Regions from separate parts of the Gasterosteus aculeatus genome. Here region 1 is linked to region 2. The links are chromatin contacts, called in public Hi-C maps. All regions are on one chromosome and are shown on one strand. Each heading gives the region's core, a stretch centred on a gene start, on an enhancer-like site or on the middle of the called end of the contact. The rest is flanking DNA. Distances are from core to core; before and after follow the strand shown. Region 1 has its middle 25 kb from the start of epb41l5. Region 2 overlaps LOC120834297 (partitioning defective 3 homolog B-like).

Evidence for each region. A called contact is a pair of places that touch in the nucleus more often than the background predicts.
Region 1: a Hi-C map of liver shows a contact between it and region 2, with 4 times the contacts expected there. The contact joins two enhancer-like sites. A contact is called at or near these places in 4 of 6 Hi-C or Micro-C datasets (liver, skeletal muscle and whole body).

Annotation. Positions count from the first base shown.
Region 1 is chr16:15,921,677-15,924,376 of fGasAcu3.hap1.1, reverse strand. No RefSeq gene overlaps it. Among protein-coding and RNA genes, the nearest start is that of epb41l5, 25 kb to the left of the region's middle. Within about 2 kb of position 1,411, at least 1 of the 9 cell types and tissues checked has open chromatin away from gene starts, as enhancers often do.
Region 2 is chr16:15,701,956-15,704,655 of fGasAcu3.hap1.1, reverse strand. The region is part of intron 2 of LOC120834297 (partitioning defective 3 homolog B-like); the gene reads right to left. Among protein-coding and RNA genes, the nearest start is that of LOC120834297, 24 kb to the right of the region's middle. Within about 2 kb of position 1,350, at least 3 of the 9 cell types and tissues checked have open chromatin away from gene starts, as enhancers often do.

The DNA.
Region 1 (2,700 bases), core at 162-2,661, 220 kb before region 2:
GAGCATCTGTGGAGAAAGTGAGCGCAGGAAATAGAGTGTGTGTGTCCCCGTGTGTGTGTGTCCATCTTCACAGGTCCATTAATATTGTGAATCGCCGTGATGGTTACCTGCACGTGTGAGAGGACGTTTCCTGGTTGCATTTTGTTTTTTTCAGTGTTGCACTGCTGCTACCAAACAACAGGTAAGAAATGTTTGCATCTTATCTGTGATACCAGCAGACCATCAATAAAATGAACTTCCACGTGTCCCTCATTGCACCCCAGACAGAATGCTTCATAAAGTCTTAAACTATAAGAGCCATTGACGATTGTCACATGAGAAGCATTTCATCCAGCTGTTTTCAAAGGGCAACCAACGTTTATCTCGTTATTACCTCGCAACGAGCCTCGTGGACGAGAAAATAGAAATTAGTTTGGCAACAAGACAGAACTACGCATACAGAAATAAAACATACTAATCAACCTCCTCACTGACACACCATGAAGAACCTGCTTCATAGTTCACCCGCCAGGTCTGAACCGTCCCGAGAGCTCCTGAATATTCAACAGGTAGTGTCTCTCTCTGTCTCTCACACACACACACTCTGCTGCTCGGCGAGCTGTCGCAGGAGATTTTTCTGACAGAAAAGAGTCCATATCTCAACCATTGTGTGTGTGTGTGTGGACGGATGGGGAGGTATTCATAGTCAAAGCTTTGAGATGATAAAGACGCCAGTGAGGGTAATTGATCCCTGAAGGGCTGCTTTATGTTGGTAAATGTCTATTATATGCATTTCAATGTGTGCGCGTGTACGCCAGGTGAGCTTTCACACACACACACACACACACACACACACACACACACACACACACACACACAGAGAAAAGATACACAACGTATTCTGTGTTGTTGTTCCATCAAAGAAAAAAAGGTGAAATTCCTTTTCTAGCTATTAGAAACGATGGATGGCAAGTTTGATCGTGTGATTCATAACCGTTCATCATGATTTCAACTAATTAAATGCATTTGTAGAATTATTTCATCTCATTTTTTTACTGCATATCTGAGCTGGCGCAGCGACGCTGCTCGTCAGCGCTTTCCACCACCTCACACGTCACAGATATGTGATTTATATATTTTATACTTTTCCGCTGATCACTCGCCTCGATTAAATCCTCCAGCCGTAAGTCGTTTGAGCGGAAACGCTCTGATTAAACTCTCCGATCACCAAGTCCAGAGGAGGAGCATCGGCCCTGTGAGGGGGGTGAACTGATTCCACCGTCCCGACCTGACCACAGGATTTAATGTGTGGTCTTTAACGCCGAAGAAACGTCAGCTTCCCTTTTCCATCCTCCTGCCCCACGTTGAAGCCGCTCCACGTGTCAGCCCGGATATCAAGAGATACGTGTGGGTGAGGCTTTCTCTCCCTGCAGAGGGGGAGGCTGTTGTTGCTGTTATTGGTGCACCGGGTTCAATGGCTGGCCACAGGCTGTGTGTGTGTGTGTGTGTGTGTGTGTGGGGAGCACTCAGTCCTGAAAAGTCTTTCTTTGAAAGAAGGCTTTCTGTTTATTAGGCCTTATTTTATTTTCCTTATGAATGCTTCCCTTGGGGGTCTATTTTGAGAAAGTATAAAACCAGCCAGCATTGTTACGTTGGCGACACGCTCCCTTTGAAACGGCGTTGAGTTTGTAAAACCATCCGGGTGGAAAACGAAAAGCCAAACCAAAGAGCACAGACCTTTTGATTCTTTACTTTTACGTCTCCGAAACGCTCGGCGTCCCGTTTCCACCTCCCGCCCCCTCGGCTCCGGGGGGCCAATCGCAGCTCTCCGTTCCGTGCACCCGCTTACAGACCAAAGGTGTGATTGCCACTATAGTTGGACGACGCTCCTCCCTGTTTAGCTGCCTCGTCATGAGGCACAACGACCTCACGTGTTAAATATCGGTTTCTGTTTCATTTTGTGCTGTCTGCGTTTTATTGAATCTCTGTGTCAAACCCCCCGGTCACCGTTTGTTGTTCTTCAATGTGCTCCGTGAATAAACGTTCCTTGACTGGAGTGTGTGTGTGTGTGTGTGTGTGTGTGTGTGTGTGTGTGTGTGTGTGTGTGTGTGTGTGTGTGTGTGTGTGTGTGTGTGTGTGTGTGACGGGCAGACAGCTTGACAGAGCTCATCTGTGGCAGTCGCCCTCCTGTGTGTGTTATCAGCAACTCCCAAACGGGTGCTGCCAATCACCCCTCATGCGCACGCACACACACACACGCATGCCTGCTTAAACACCTGGAATCTAGTCCACAGCAGTGCACACACTGGAATACATGCACACACACACACACACACACACACACATGGTAGGTGATGCTGAATGCTCGCTCCCATCACTCTTTGTTCCTGTCATGTGTCTCTCTCTCTCTCTCTCTCACACACACACACACACACACACACACACACACACACACACACACACACACACACACACACAGGGAGCAGGTGTACCTCTCACTTGCATTGGAAGACCTCCCCCCCCCATAATACTCACCAGCTGTCCGTCTCGGGCGCCCACCGATCAGCCTCGTCCTCGTCCTCTCAGCTCTCATTAGTTGCGGCGCACCTGGTGGACGCGTTGGACCTGGTGTCCCCCGGTAGGAGACGATGACGGACAGATTACCCCATTTTCCCCTCGTTACGCCGTTTCCTTGAAGTCGTGTGCACAACCTGAATAATC
Region 2 (2,700 bases), core at 101-2,600:
TCAGATGAAGCTTTGCTGCACTAAAACACATGCGACCAAAAGAGAAAGCGAGCCTCCATCACAGCTGTTTTCAATTAGTCAGGCTGAATGGACATCTAATCAGGCTGCCGGTGGGCGGAGCTAAACTCATGAAACTCGATTGTGTCGATGAGATGTCAATCAAGCTGGCTGTCCACGCCGCCATAGTTTGTGAGTGATGAAAAGGACATAATATCGGTATCCGTGTAGATGCCAATGCGCCGACCAAAGAAATGCCTACGGTGATATTTTGGAGTTCAGGTAATCAACATTAATTGACTACGGCTCAAAAACGTTAAACATGAGCAGCTCGCCAACAGCCATAATTGTGCCATTGATTTTATGGGGGCAGAAGGAAATTCAAATGATATACACCATTATACACAGTGGCATGTGCACTGCTCAGCATCTCAAAGTGTGCGTTTGTGTGCGTGTGCACACGTGAGTGAATGGATGTGTGAGTGAGAGCGGGGGGGGAGACGGAGAAATGCAGCGTTGGTTCCTTTCCTTTTATTAAAATTGAAAGAGCACACAATATTTGAATGGGTGGATTAATCGCAGTTCAGGATTTAAGTGGCCAACATGGCATCGATACGTGCGCGCGCGCACACACACACACACACACACGCATCCCTTTTCACATCATACCCTTTATAATCGGGTCGATTAGGACCCGATTGATTGCTTTGGAGTGGATCGATAAAATGCTACAATCAGCAAAATGCATGAGCACACAGCGAATGGACACACACACACACACACACACACACACACAAAACAATCTGTAAATATTCTCCAGCTCTCTGTGCAGCACTGAGCTTTGATTTCCACTCATGTCCACTTACCATAAATACATCTATGATGTTCAAGTGCATGTTGTTACTTTGGCACCTTCTGAAGTCAGCATTTTCTTCAGCAACGAGCAGTCCATCACCAAAGCGGAGGTGGCCACACCTGTCCATCACATGTGGGCCGTGTGTATGTGTGTGTAGTTCTACGCAGAGTCATGCAGTCTTTCATGTTTTTTTTATGATCACGGGCTGGTTGCTGCTGGCTCGAATGGTTTTGAGTGCGGTACATTCCAGGACCGAGAGGAGGCGAGATGGCGCACTAATAACTCGCTGTCGCTTCTCCATTAAGAAGGAACGTTCTTAATGAAGCACGATTATAAAAATATAAAAGATTAATTATGAAACTATTCAGAATAGAACATGTCCTGCAGCTTCAAATTCACAAAGCTCTGAGTCCGATGTTACTTTACCTGCTCTCTGAGTGACACACGCAGGCGCACAAACACACAGGTGCACACACACACACACACGCACACACTGAGAGTGGGTAGACTGACAGCACCACCTAGCTCAACACTACAGAAGCTACATTTCTCCCCGCCCCCTCAGTGTGTTATTGTGTAAAGCATGTCTTTCTGTCTAGACAAAAGAAGTGTTTACTGCCTGTGAGGAGAAGAGAAACAAGAAGACCAAGTCACTGACTCCGTTATTTTCCTTCTTTGTGTGTACCTGTGTGCGTCTGAGCTCAAAGGAAGACGAGCCGATGGATCGAGGCCTCGTGGTTCATGTTTTTACGTGTTCTAAACGCCATCCGTCCACTTTTGGAAATAATAAAAAAGGCTTTTTGATGCAGCTCAGTTAAAGAGTCGCAGGTGTGCTAATCCGTCCCGATCAGGTCACCAGGCGGAGAGGACCAAGCTAGCGTGAGAAGTAACTTTACAAAAAGCTCTGCTCATTTCTGTGTGTCGCCGATGAAAATAGTTAATTGTGCGGATCACAAAGAGAATTTGAATGACCCCCGAGGCGGTGTACATGTTGGCCTTTTTCGTCTTTCATCAGCAAATCTTCCCGCTTTTCTCCCTCCGGCGTCACTTTGTCTCCCCTCTTTGGCTTCCTCTCCCCTGGTTACCTCCTCTCCTCGGTGTGCTTCCTCTCTCAGCTCCCCATTGTTTCCCCTTGGCTTTGCCTCCTGTGACCTCCTCCCCGGCTCTCCTCCGCCGGCTGTCCCCATGTCCCCCCCTGAGTCGTAGCGGCTGCACACAAATCAGATGTCAATCATCATGTTCCAGCACTCCGCTCGATTGGAAACACCCACTAAGCAACAAAAGAGCTCATCGATTAACACGTGAATGTGATACACCCGTTCTCTCCGTGCTCCTTATTCCTTATTCTGTTGCCTTTTCATCTTTTCCTTTCTCCACCTTTCTAGTTTTCGGCTCTCGTGATCTCTGGAGTCAAACATCAACAACAACAAATCAATGCACGGGTAAGAAAATACACTTCTCACAAAGGGATACAAATACCCTGTTTAAGCATTCACATACGGTTATATAATATATATATATATATATATATATATAATTACACACACAAAATGTTCACACACACACACACACAGCTCTCTGACTGTGACCTCCCCGCTGCAATCGATCCATCGCCATGGTGATCCATAACCAGAATGGCGTTATCTCCAGAAAGGAGAATATGGATGAGTGAAATGTACTTGCTCAGCGGTTTGAAGTGTGCATGTGTGTGTGTTGGCGTGTGCATGTGCGCTGACCCTCCATTGATCCGCAGTCACCCCACCTCTCAGTGGAGCCTGAGAAAAAGCCTGACGAGACAGACGGGACGTAAAAAGAGACGAAGGGGACAGAAATACTGTGACATTTAA